Regions from separate parts of the Mus musculus genome. Here region 2 is linked to region 1. A link is a contact called in public HiChIP or PLAC-seq data. All regions are on one chromosome and are shown on one strand. Each heading gives the region's core, a stretch centred on a gene start, on an enhancer-like site or on the middle of the called end of the contact. The rest is flanking DNA. Distances are from core to core; before and after follow the strand shown. Region 1 has its middle 210 kb from the start of Tox3. Region 2 has its middle 84 kb from the start of Gm35850.

Evidence for each region. HiChIP or PLAC-seq counts read pairs in DNA pulled down with a chosen protein or histone mark.
Region 2: an H3K27ac HiChIP or PLAC-seq map of heart atrium shows a contact between it and region 1, with 22 times the contacts expected there. The contact joins two enhancer-like sites. A contact is called at or near these places in 1 of 484 Hi-C or Micro-C datasets (cortical neurons), 2 of 115 datasets of contacts at active chromatin or transcription factors (embryonic basal ganglia and heart atrium) and 1 of 9 other capture datasets (embryonic stem cells).

The regions. Positions count from the first base shown.
Region 1 is chr8:90,131,396-90,138,035 of GRCm38.p6, reverse strand. No RefSeq gene overlaps it. Among named protein-coding and RNA genes, the nearest start is that of Tox3, 210 kb to the left of the region's middle. Within about 2 kb of position 4,860, at least 3 of the 459 cell types and tissues checked have an H3K27ac peak or open chromatin away from gene starts, as enhancers often do. A contact at or near this core is called in heart atrium, where this site is marked.
Region 2 is chr8:90,653,033-90,659,752 of GRCm38.p6, reverse strand. No RefSeq gene overlaps it. Among named protein-coding and RNA genes, the nearest start is that of Gm35850, 84 kb to the left of the region's middle. Within about 2 kb of position 3,567, at least 19 of the 459 cell types and tissues checked have an H3K27ac peak or open chromatin away from gene starts, as enhancers often do. A contact at or near this core is called in heart atrium, where this site is marked.

The sequences.
Region 1 (6,640 bases), core at 3,611-6,110:
TAATTATTTCAAAAGGATTATTTCAAGTAACTCTGCATTGAACACACACAGCTTGAATCTGGGAATCTGTCTGTAAAATGAGGATAATTTCTATAAGAATAAAGAAGCAAAAGTATATAATGTGCTGACCCTCTTCCTGCGTGTGGAAAATAATTAAAACAAGAACATCTGTCTATAATACTGATCCTACAACAGACATTTAGAAGAAGTTCTAGTACTGGTGAAATTTCCTTTTAGTCTGTTGTTATTCTTACATCTCATATTTAACTCTTTGTTAATAGATGCAAAGATAATGGAGAAATTATTTGGATTCTGTGAACAGCTTGGCTAACCTTGCTCATCAACTTGACCTACCCTAGAAAGGGAAAAGGCAGTTGAGGAATTCCCTCCATCAGATGGACATGTAGAAAGTCTTTGGGGGCATTAGTTGATTGTAATCAATACAGGAAGAACCAGCTCACGGTGGGTGGTGTCATCCATAGACAGATAGGCTTGGATGATATAAGAAAGCATTACTTACTTCTGAAAGCAGTAAGCAGTTTATAGTATTCCTCTGAGGTCTCTACCTCAAGCTTCTGCCCCAGCTTCCCTTGATGGTAAATGAAATCCTTTATTTAAGTTGCTTTTGGTCATGTTTGTCACAGCAACTGAAGGCAAACTGGGATAGGTTCTGGGTGGAAAAACTATGATCAGCTGGGTGGCTCACAATATGAAGGCAGCATTCAAGGGAACTTCAGTAAATAAACAAATATGTGATTTTTTCATATGTTAATTGGCTGTAGGAAGTTATTTTAAGTTTTTCAGATAACTGAAAAAAAATCCGCAAATTTTAGAAATCTTAAATAGATCGATACCTGAGATGCTTAGGTCTCCATTTAACCTAAGTATAGCCTGTTCACATGCATGGAGGTGTAAGCTATGTTTCTCAGATTTCACTCTGGGTCATAACATTGTTTTTAAATCAATCGTGGAATCTTAATTAGGGTTTCCCTAAGCCCTGCACCTTTGGACATTACCTGGGATATTTATTTCACTTTGCTTAGTGAGAGTGAGAACTAAGTGTAACTTGAGATCAAGCAGAGGTTTTATTTTTGGAGACTTTCACAGTTTCCTCCCAGGCTCCTAGGTAAATGCCCATTTTTAAAGTCATGTACTACAGATATATTCTCAAATGTTTATTTAAAATTTCGGCATCTGTCCTCTTGTTTATCCTTATATTCCACAGGCAGCCACACCTATGAGTTGGTTATGGACAGTCCCTCAAATCCTTTATGCTACTGCCTATGTGTTAGAGTTAAAAGCTGTGAATGTATTCAGCTGTGTTCAACCTCTTACCTTCACTGAGACACAGCATAGTCATCTACAAGGCTGTGACACATCTGAGTTACTAAAAGCAAAATGAGAGAGAGAGAGAGAGAGAGAGAGAGAGAGAGAGACTTGTTTCAAGTAAGTTTACAGTTTGTGTTGGCCATGTTCATAGCTTTCCTGGGGCTCCTGCAGCCACGGTGGTGGGGGTTGGGGGAGGCTTTGTAGGTCCTGCTCACCCAAAGGAAGGGAAAGTCACAACTTTCCAATACACTGTTGGAAACATGTTTACAAAGACTTTATGAGACAGGTGTCTTTGAAAGATGAAAGGGTTGAAAGTTGTAAAGATACAGAGAAGAATATAGTCTGTAGATTGGAAGGAAGGTGTAAAGAAGAAGCCAAATACATGTTAAGTCCAGTTTAGCCAATGAATATTTACATCTAGCTGTCTTGTGTGTTCTGACAACTGCCTGTTGTACAAGATTCCCATTCAGTTTAGTGTTGATTCCAGATGGAAGAATCCTGATTAAAATAGTAAACCAGGTGTATTCCCTGCCTGTAAGCAAGGATTAGAAATAACAATGGAATGTCAAGACAGAGGTTTGTGGCTTTAGTAGGCAACTGAGTCTCATGGAAGATTGATAAGATTAGGGATGAGTTCTAGAATGTTCCACGTGATGATTCTGTAGATTACTCAGTGGGGGGGGGCAGTGGAAAAGGCATTGAGGTTTCTGGTCTACTTCAGTAAAGCAGTCAGGAAGAAGGCGGTGGCTGGGGAATTACAGAAGAAATCCCAAGGAGCGACCATTGGAAATTTATGTTGAAGCATCACCTGTAGAGAGAACTTCTTATAAGCATCACCTGTCAATAAAAAAGGCTATGGCCAGTGAGCTGAGGCAGAAAATAGGAAGAGGGACACAGGGAGGAGGAAAGAGGATTCTGGAAAATAGAATATAAAAGAGAGATGCAAGAGAGCTGCGAGGAGATAGATATAAACCAGAAGAGTTGAACTCAGCATAGAATAAAGAAAACACTAGGGGAGTTTCAAGGAGACGCTGAGAGAGATAAGGGGGGAGATTAAAGCAAGGCACTGAGGAGACAGGGAGGAAGAAGCAGGGTGGGACTGAAGGAGATGTAACTAACCATGTGGAAGACATGGAATAGTTTGAATGGGCTAAATAAATTACGAGCTACTCAGGGAATGAGCCAAAGCTTATGGCTTAGGTATGTAATAATAAAAAAAATTAGTTGTAGCACTGTCATTCTGGGAATAGGGGCTGAAATGAAAAAAAAATTAATTTATTTAATTTTTAGATTTCATCCTTGTTCACATATGAGATGAACAAGAAATGAAAAGAAGGCTGGACTTCTTGATCTTTCTCTTGGGTCACTTGGTAACATGGTTTAATGGTGACTCCAATCCTCCTGGGTAAGAATAAGTAATATATGCTAAGGGTCTGCAGCTCTGCCAGCATGGAGCTGGGCCTCATCAATGTGTACAACGTTGGTGCTGAGAATAAACCTTCAAGATTATATAACAAACCAGTATTATGGAAGCTGAAAGGAAATGAGGTCATTTTTGAGGGATTACTTCCTGGAGCCCCTTTCCAATTCCCACTGGAAACATAAAAAAATAAAAATGGACATTTTCATGTGTGCTGGGGAAAGTAAAGGATGTGACCAGAAACAATAAACATTTTTAATCCCTCCGTGGGTGAATGGATAAAGACAATGTTGTGTATGAAGATTTTCAGCCATAAAGAAGAAAGAAAGCTAAAGAAAGCTAGCTCCCATGGAAACAGGGGTTAATCAGTGGGATGTTATACTAAGTGAAATAAGCCAGGCACAGAAAGTCAGATGCCAAACATCTCACTTACATGTGGAATCTCAAACACTCAGCTTCTGAACTATTCTTGGTAGTGTCCAGGGAAGAACTGCAGTGTAAGTGTGGGACGGTGTTCAGTGAGGGACAGAAAAATTTAGTTGGACAGGAGAAATACGTTGAGATCTACTACTGTATAGCTTGGTAAACACACACACACACACACACACACACACACACGCACATGCACACGCACACACACACACAGAGACCACATTGCATAGTATTAATACAATTTTATCAATAAAAAATATGTAATTTTTAAAGTTGAGTTATCAATACTGTCAGAACATGATTTTTCTTTTCCCAAGGCAGAAGTATTGTATCATCTCTTAATTGCCTTTTAGGAAGGCCTTTGAGACCGCATACCTACCTGGTATCTGGAAGGCATTTAGATGTCAGTAAGGTACACAAATATAAGGCTTCTGTGTGAAGGAGCAGAATCACCTCTCTCCTGCAAGGGCCACTCCCCACCTCTGGTGTCCATTTTTCTCAGGCTAGAAAGACTCTAAGCCAAAGCAGAGAATGTTGGTAGGTTGGCAGTGGGGAAGCCCTTTGCTTTTGTTCTAAGACTTGGGGGCTTAGGAAAGCCATGGCTAGGCAAGATAGGCTTGTCACTTTCATTTTTCTCCCTGCCAATTCATAACTGGTAGTCTTGAGTTTGATTTGGCCAGGCTATTTCTTGTCTCAGGAAGATAAACATTTTTAGATGTTTTGGAAGTTGCTTGAAATCTGTTCGGTTGGATGTTGCAGGATATTTGATCACAGTATGAACCCCCAAGGTTGTGTTGTTTACTGGAAAACCCTTATTCTAGTTGTGGTGTGGCTCAACCTTAAGACACACCTTTAATCTTTCTGGCTGGAATATGGACATTCCCTTAGTACACATCTTTAATCTCAAACAATGAAGATAGCATTAATTTGTAGAAGAAAGCACCCATGTTTGAATGTGATGTTTAATTGAGTCACAGACAAAGTAATGGATCAGAGAAAGATTTGACAGAACAAGAGATGCTCAGCTCTCCCAAGAACAGAAAGGAAAGAGAGGTGACTTAAGAGAGAGCAGTAGAGAGGAAAGAGGCAGTTTTACAGAACCAGTTATAGAGAGATGGGTTGCAGGGAGAAAACAAGCTAGACACAGGTGAAAACAGAGCAGCCAGAGAAATGAGGAGCCAGAAAATTAGAGCCTATTGCCAAAGTTAGTATGAGGCCAAGCAGGGCAATTCAGTCAGAGGATAAGAAAGAAGCCAGATGGAATCAGTAAGCTAGAAGAGGAGTTTGAACTAGAGCAGCTGAGCTGAACCAACCAGAGTTCAGAAAGAACAAGAAAGGGTGAGCATATTCAGCAGTAAATATCAGAGGCTGAAAACATTCTGGGCCTAGATAAGATGTACAAAGTCTAGAAGCTTCCAGGACTAGGCCTAGGTAAGGAGACAAGAGGTAGTAAGCCTCAGAGATGACAATTCTACAGAGTGAAAGTTACATTTACAGATGGAAGACATTTGTGTTTGGATATTGTGTAGAGGCTCACTAACTTGTTGGAAAAATGGATTCCTAAGATCAAGATTCAATATGACTCTTGAGACACCAGTCACTGTAGAAATAGCCAAGGCGCTGTCCATTTCCTCAGTAAGTGTCAGACTGCCTCATCCTGCCAAGGACCTTTCCAGGCCTTGTGAGTTTTGCTACGAGCATATTGGATAAACATCCCTGTCCTTGTAGCACAGAGGTGCAATGTTGATAATAATGCAGTGAACGAAATACACAGCCCATTAGGGAATGGTAAGTGCTAATGAGAGGAAACAGTGGAGAGGGGAAGATATCGGTGTGGGTCAGGGGTTTAAAATATTAGATAGAGAGAGTGGGGAAAGTCTGGTGATTAAGAGACATTCTAGGAATTACTGGTAACAAGAGATCAAGCTATGTCTAAGGGAAAGATGTTCCCAGCCAAAGGGCCCAACAAATACAAAACCCTGAGATGACATTTTAAGGAATGGCCAAGAGGCCAATACTCAGATCAGAATGTTCCTGGCTGTGCTATGGGTTTTCTCTATGTGACGGAGAAGTCCTGGAGTATGACTTCACACATTCCTATCAGAGGGTTGCCCCACTCAGGAGCTGCTTAGAAAGTGAAAACACCCAAATCCCCGTCAAAGGTATCATATAATAGAAGGTGACATGGTGATAATAAGGCCCCTATCTCTGTAAACAGCTTCCAAAGTAGAATAGATTATGTCATATCCCATGAGGATGGATGCGAAAGGTCACCTAGGTCTGGTCCTCTAGTAATACATTCAAGAGTATCTATATTCATACAGATGTGCATGCCTTTTTGAGGGCAGGAAAACATTGAAAACAATATGGAAAGTGCAGTGTTTGGTTGTTTTCTTAGCCAGTCCCAATGACAAAATGACAAGCCACTGGCTTTGTGCAGGAATTACAATCCAATGGAAGACCCACAGTTACTTCCTGTGGCACTGTGAATTTGTGCTCTGTTACCCTATCCATGTGACCTAGCCTATGTCTTCATCAGACTCTGGTTGCTCTACTCATGATTAGTTCCATCCAAGAAATGGTTAAACAAGCCTCTAGGTATGGGCCGGGACCAGTGGGACTCCCCAGTGCCTTCCTTATTTCTATCACTCTAACAAAAAGCCTGACAGAAACAGGAAAAGGGGGAGAGACTTATTTTGCTACATTTTCAACAGAATATCATGGTTCAGAAATGGAGGCACATCCAGGAGAAGATCTGATGTTGACTTGTGGCCTCCCAAAAGGGTCCAGGAATAATTTGGCCCCCAGGGCTCAACTCCAGTCACCTACGTTCTTTAGCTAAGCCCTGCCCCCTAAAGCGTCATAATATGCCAAAATGTTCTACAATCTGAGGTAGAGTGGATTCCATGTTAACCATGAATTAGGATACATCATAAAATACTCTACTATTGCGTTTGCAGCTCCCTAAATGTTGGCTTCAAGTTCTATCATTTCAGAGTATAGGAAACATGTTCACCTATGACTCCTGATTTTTATATTCAAGCGTTAGTGCCTGGACAATGTTTGACTTCTATTTTCTAGGTTTCAAGTCTTAAAGTCTTTAAGGAAGAGACTTAGTGGACTGTGATTGCTAATTACCTCCTCCTAAAGGATCAAACAGGGCCAGCATCATGCAAGAACATGGCTGCTTCACTGGTAGTCAACCATGATGCAGATGGTGGTTCCTTCTAGAAGCAAAGGTTAGGGACCTTAGATCTTCATACCAGAGCTGACACTCTCAGTTCACTTACATTCTGAACTGATTGAGAGCCATTTAAAACTAGAGCCTTAGTTAAGTAAATGTTTTACTAAATGCAGTGAGTCTTTTCTTGTCTCTATTTCTTAATACTTCTACCCCAGGGCTCCCAATACTGTTGAAGAACTTTATCCACAGCATTTAAACTGTACAATACATGATGT
Region 2 (6,720 bases), core at 2,318-4,817, 520 kb before region 1:
GAAGTTACCTCATGTGCTGTCACTCATGTTCCTCAGGGGAAAACATGCTTTTGCCATGTGAGGCATTGTCCTTGTGATTGGACACTTCACTCAGGTGACTCTTCTTAACCCTCAGCATATAAATTGTCCGATGCTCTGAATAAAGTTGAATAGTTGAATCTTGGATGCGACTTTATTTTGCTTCATTTTTAGGTCCTGCTCTCCCAGGTTCATGACACCAGCTAGGTGGGTAAACGGCATTGATGCTGTGGTTATCTTCACTGGGAGGTTGGGGAAGGGTCTTGGAAGGGTTAACATTGTTCCCCATCACACAGTAAGGGAGAAGTAAGACTGGGAGTGGAGCCCAGCTTTGAAAGCCTAAGGCCATGCTAGCTCCTCTGCTCCTCCCTCCTCCTCTCCACCCCCAGCAGCAGAGAGTTCACAGGCACAATCCGGAATGACAGCCTCACAATGGAATCATGCAGAAAGTCCGGATGTGTGGAGGACTGGCAGGGTCCAGCTACATCTGTGTGTTCCTGCCAGTGAACAGACCCTTGGGCTGGTGCCCTGGTTACAGACCAGGGGGCTGTCCTTTTGTTCTTGGGTCTGCAGAGCCTCTACTCTCAACAGTTTAGCACCATAGAGCCAACACACTATTGTTTAATCTCACGGATCTCTCCTGACAGGACAATTTGTTCTCTCTTCACCCTGGAGAGATGGGTGAAGGCTAAATGTAAACAGAATCTTCGTCCTACTCAAAACAAAGTCAGAGCTTTGACTTTGAGCTAAAGATGTCACAGGCCACGGAAGGAAGTAAGACTCTGAAAACCACTGAGATTTCTGCCTTACCTTTGTACAGCTGGCCATACTTTTTTCTTTTTTTTTTTAACTTCACTTCTGTCCAGGTGATTTGGAGCCTACAATGACTGGGAGATTTAGGGGTCCCTGGTGCTACACAAATCTAGATGTCTATTGCATTTATGTTTTGTGTATATTGTATGTTGTTACTGTTTATTTGTCTGAGATAAGAGTCCTGCTACGCAGTCCAAGTTGGGCCCCAGACTCACAATCCTCCTGCCTCAGCATCCTTTCCAGCTTCCTTCTGAGCTTCTATGCGTGTAGCACTCTACCTGCATTTTAAAGGCATATTATAGAAATCGTGGCATGTGCACCAGTCAGGATAAACTTGGAAAGGAGATGGTACCTTGATAAAGGTTGTCAGTGTGCATTTTTGCTGTCTGAACTTGTTTTGTTTTAACCAAGGTGGGTGTAGCAGGAAGGGAACTCTGGGAGAATGGTGAAGTACTTCAAGCCAGCAACAGTGAGGAGCTCTAACCACCATATGCTTAAAGGGCACCAGACCTTCAAGAGAAAGTTATATAGAACAGCTGTCTGGAGTTGCTGAGATTATGGGCAGTGGTGGTGGCAGGGGAAAGGGGAGACAGTACCTTCCAAATGTACTGGAAGGATGGAGCCTGGGAATAAACATTTTCCTATACCTCCTCCTCCATCACCAGCCAGTGCCTCCCCTTGGGTAAACCTGACTAGAGGGCAGAAGGCCAAGGGATACATAATAAAGTCCTATAGGTTGGCTCCCCTGGACAAGGAAGAGGGTGGAGACAGATGGAGGGTAGGTTTGGTGAAGCCAGAAAGAGACACTTAAATTCGGGTTCACCTGTGGCTCCAACTTGTCTGTTCTGGTGTAGGCCCTCTGTCCTGCTTCCTTTGTATGCCTTTGTCACCTTTAGATCCAGTCCTGCAAACGGTGCCAGCTCTTCTCAAGGATATGAGCACTCTCAGCGAGTATATTTTTATTGTGAAGACATCTGCACCTTCTTGCCAGCCAAAAACAACATATGGAAGCGTTTCCCACATTTTCACCAGGGGGCACTCACTCCTTTCCCATGGATAGCTAGAAAGGCTTTTTTTTTTTTTTTTTTTTTTTTGCAAGTATTTGCTAGCCAAAATAGAATCCTTTTCTGTGGGCACAGCGACTGTTGGAACAGCTCTGTCCTAAAGTGATTTCTATGTAGCTAAACACTGTTTCTGTTTGAAAGACGACTGGACCCTGGGACGATTTCTTGGTAAATGTTTAGGGCCCAGCTTGCACACTGCCGGGAAAGTGTTTGGGTCTAAATGCTGTCTTATTCTGCCATTAAAATGAACAAAGCCAGAAAGACTTTGAAAAGATAATCGGCATGCCTAATTTGTAGGTGCTTAAAAAAAAAAAAAAAGCAAAAAAACCTAGCTGAAGGCCAACCAATCAAAGCTGGTTTTGAAAAACCTCTCTGTAGGGATTGTCTTGTACCCATCCCCATGATTCATCCTCATGGATAAGTAGAGGGTCCTGGGGGAAAGGTGTTTTCTCAAGTATAAATTCTTCCAAATGGAAAGACATTTGTTTGCTATCATATCAATCTATTAGCTGTGAGAGTGACACATGCTTTGTCAAAGGATCCGTGCAGTCAGCCAAGCAATATAGCTATGTACGAGGAACGGGCAGAGGGAAGGGGGAGGAGGGGCTTGCTTCTGTTAAAAATGAATCATGGATGAGACCGGGTAAAGACAAATATGGATCTCTGATCCCTTTTAAACGAGCATTGTCTTATACCTGCAGGGAAATACAAAGACTTATTCAAATGTACAGAGTGGAGAATGGTGGGAAAATTGGTTTCTCTTATCCTATTGGAGGCTTGGCATGGAAGGTATTTGATCTGTCAAAGAGTCAACCAGTCAGTCAGTCATCAAAGGGTAGATTAAAACTGGCTTGTGCCCATGAGCGGAGTTTGTCCTTAAGTCTGGAGTCTGTATGGTATGATGGAGAAGAACAAAAGTTTTGGCATAAAGTCAATCTGGATTCAAATCTTGGCTCTGTCACTTATCTACAATCTCGGGGAAATTCAGTTAACCTCTTGAGCCTTTCTGACATATAAATGGGGGAAATTATATGATCTACTTAATGGACTCAGGGAAGATTAAGGCAGGAACCCAAGCAAAGTTTCTGTTGCATAACAATGAGTAGTGGTAGGTATCATCATGATCTTAATAACAAATCAACCCCATTCCGAGTACTTACTGTCGTTCTATAACAAGGAAACAATCACATGGGTCGAAGTAATTTATTACTTGGCTTTTTTCCCCCTTCAATTAACTTTAGTAGCCAACTATGGTACTGCTAATTAGTTATTTAAAAAACAACAGCTGTTTGAGTGAGTTTACTGTCATAAAAACACAGGATCTTAGAGCTAGGGAGACTAACAGATTCATTTCATCCAAACCTCTTTTAACATGAAGGGAATCCTTTAAAAAAAATCTTTAAAATAAAGCCAACCTATCTGCATAGCCATAAATAGAAAGTGTGGCCAAGACCCACAGTACCTTCCTGGATGAGGACAAAGCTGTGTTTTACTCGATAGCCCTTCCTCGGAAATCAGTGCTTCCCGACGATCAAGGGGTGTTATCTCTTTATTTTCTGTATTCCAGCTACTGTAAGTTTATTTTCATTACTTCCTGTTGCTTTCTGAAACATGTTAGAGAATCTTCTAATCGAGCTTGCAATGAGAAATTAAAAATAGTATCCAGAGTGGTGGATAGAGTGCAATCCTTATCAAAATACCAAGGGGACTACTTCCAGAAATAAACATGCTAAATGCGCACGTGTATGAACACACACACACACACACACACACACACACACACACACACACACACACACACACATACACACTCCAGTCAACCAAAGCAATACTGAGAAGGAAAAGTGAAATTGGATGCATCCCACTTCCTGACTTAGAATTATATCACCAAGTTATACTACTTAAAATAACACGGTACTTGGTCTACCCAATCTTAAGATACATTCCAGTCCATAGTAATTATTAAAAACATCATGGTTCTACCACAAAAATAGACATGTAAATTAGTGTAATAGAACAGAGGGCGCAGATATAAGTCTACACAGTTATAGTCAGTTGATTTTGTACAAAGACGACAAAAAGTGCACACTGGAGAAAAGACAGCTTCTTTAGCAAGTGACTCTGGGTAAAGTGTATGTGTAGCATGTAGAACAATTAAGCTAGATCCTTATCTCTCACCCTGTACAAAAATCAATTCCAAGTGCATTGAAGACCTTAATGTAAAACCCCAGACGCTGAATACCGGTAGAGGGAAAGGTAAGGACTATGTTACAAGAGGTTGGCATAGGTATGGACTTTCTAAATAGAAACCTGGTTGCCCAGAACATAAGGTCAACAATTGACAATTGGGCTTCATAGATTAAAAAAATACTTCTGTACAGCAAAGGAAACAGTTGTATGAAAAGGTAACCTATGAAGGGGGAGGAAAATCCCAGCCAGTTATATATCTGACAGAGGATTGATGTTTAGAGTATGTAAAAAACCCAGAAAACTAAACCCAAGCAATAAATGCCCAATTAAAACAAAAAACAAAAAACTTTGGAACCAAATACAACGTTCTCAAAAATGGCTGGGAAGTAATTTTAAAAGTGTTCAAAATACCATTATTCATCATGCAAATGCAAATTAAAACTATTTTTGAAAGCACCCCAATTAGAATGGTTATCACTATCATCTTGAAAATAGCTGCCAATAAATTCTAGTATTGATGTGGGAAAAGGGGGGAGTTCTTACACACTTCTGGGGGGACTGTAAACTGCTACAGCCACTGTGGAAATCAGTGTGGACATTGCTCAAAAAGCTATAGAGCGACAATGTGACCCGGCTACATCACTCTTGGGCAGATAGCCAAGGAGTCTGTTCCACTACAGACACACTTTTTTTTATCCATGTTCATTGTTGCATATTCACAATAGCTGGGAGGTTGAATTAGCCTGGATATCAGTCAACTGATTCATCAGTTGAGAAAATGAAATTATATTCAGTTGTAAGAAAATGTAATTATGAAAATTCCAGGTAAATGAGTGGAGTTGCAAAACACACTGAGGTGACCCAGGCCTGGAAAGACACACAGTGCACGTTCTCTCTCGTTCATGGATCCTAGTTTTGAATTTTTACATTTATATGTTAAATTCAGAGTATTTGTTGAAGCAGTGAAACCAAAAAAAGGAGGGGAAGCTTGCAGTGTGGATGCTAGGAAAGTAGAGAGGGGATATGGTGGGAGCCAGAAGGTTTAAGCAGAGATGGGGTGGATTTTAAAAAGTGATTGAAAGGAGGGAGCCGACAAGGTCGACTAGTGCTGCATCTAGAAGCCATGGTCTGTAAAACAAAAGCCCAGTGCCGAGAGTGGGATACTTCTCCTGCCGGTTGGCCCCGGAGTCATCAGAAGTCCCCCAAACAATGTTCGATTTGGTCATTCCTCTTGGTTGTCCATAGAACTAGGTGATAAGACCCTATTGCTGAAGGTATTACACACGTTGGTTGCAGGATATAGAGAAACCAAGCTGGAACTGGAACTGAGTTGAAAGTTGAAAGTTTCCTCCCCATTTACGAGTTTCTACGGTGCCAGAAGGCGTTTCACAGGATGCTAGGGAACAAAGACATTTAGTGGTCCTACCGCAATATGAACCTACCAGTTACAGAAATGATCTGCCAGGCAAGATGTACAGGCAAAACGTACACACTACAGCAGCATGGTTGTTTTTGTTTGTTTATTTACAAAATGCAAAAATCCTTTATGAGCAGACATAAGCCCATTCCATCGGAAGGACTCGTACTTGGTATTCTAAACCTGATAACCCAGGACCCAGCAAGGGATAATTTCTAGGGGGACAATATATTATTGCTTTGCTAAGTGGACATGGTTTCAAGATGGCCTTCTAGGTATTTATGAACTCTTATGTCTGCCCTAGTCAGAGAAATTTCTGTTTGCAGTGAGCGCTGCTTAACGCAGAGACTCAAAACTGGTCAAAGCACTGATAGTAATTGACCATTGAGTGTTAGGTCTTATAATCCCACACCCCAAAAACTGGTAACTGTAGCGTCTATTAACACATCAAAGTCAACACTGGTCAGCTTTCCCAGCATCCATCAGTCCTGTGGCTCCTCCCATCTCTCCCAGAGTCTAGTACCTGTGGTTCCTCTTATCACTCTTCACCCTGCTCCCCTACTGCAAACCTCTCCTGCCCAGGGGCAGGGCTTCCACTTCTGGTCTCTGAGCCTGATCTTTATATAACTCAGCCATTTGGCTCCATAGATCTCATGGCCTTTGGCATGGGCTGCCTGTCTTGGTTGGCAGCTTCTCTCTGGTTCTCCCTACCCTTCTTTCCTCTCATGGTCTCATTTAGTCTGCCAGCCATGTTCAACCAGGACTCACCCCTCTGCCTGCTTTCTCCCTTATATCTACAGTAAAACGCTTCTCCATACTTTAGTCACATCTGCTCCTTTTATTTCATTTCATTGTTTTTTTTTTTTTTTCAAATGGAACATCTATGTTAAACTTAAAGGCTTGGTGAACACTGCGGAGGAATGGGTAGAAAGAACAAAAGAGCTGAAGGATAGGGGAGGATGCTGTGAAGTTCTGTCTCACTGGTGAGTCTATTGCAACCATGAGCTCATAGGCACTTATGGTTGCCTGCATAAGACCTGAGCAAGACAAGGCCCATCAACATCCTGTTATTGGCAGTGGTGGCACAGGCCTTTAATCCTAGCACTTGGGAGGCAGAGACAGGCGGATTTCTTTCTTTCTTTCTTTCTTTCTTTCTTTCTTTCTTTCTTTCTTTCTTTCTTTCTTTCTTTCTTTCTTTCTTTCTTTCTTTCTTTCTTT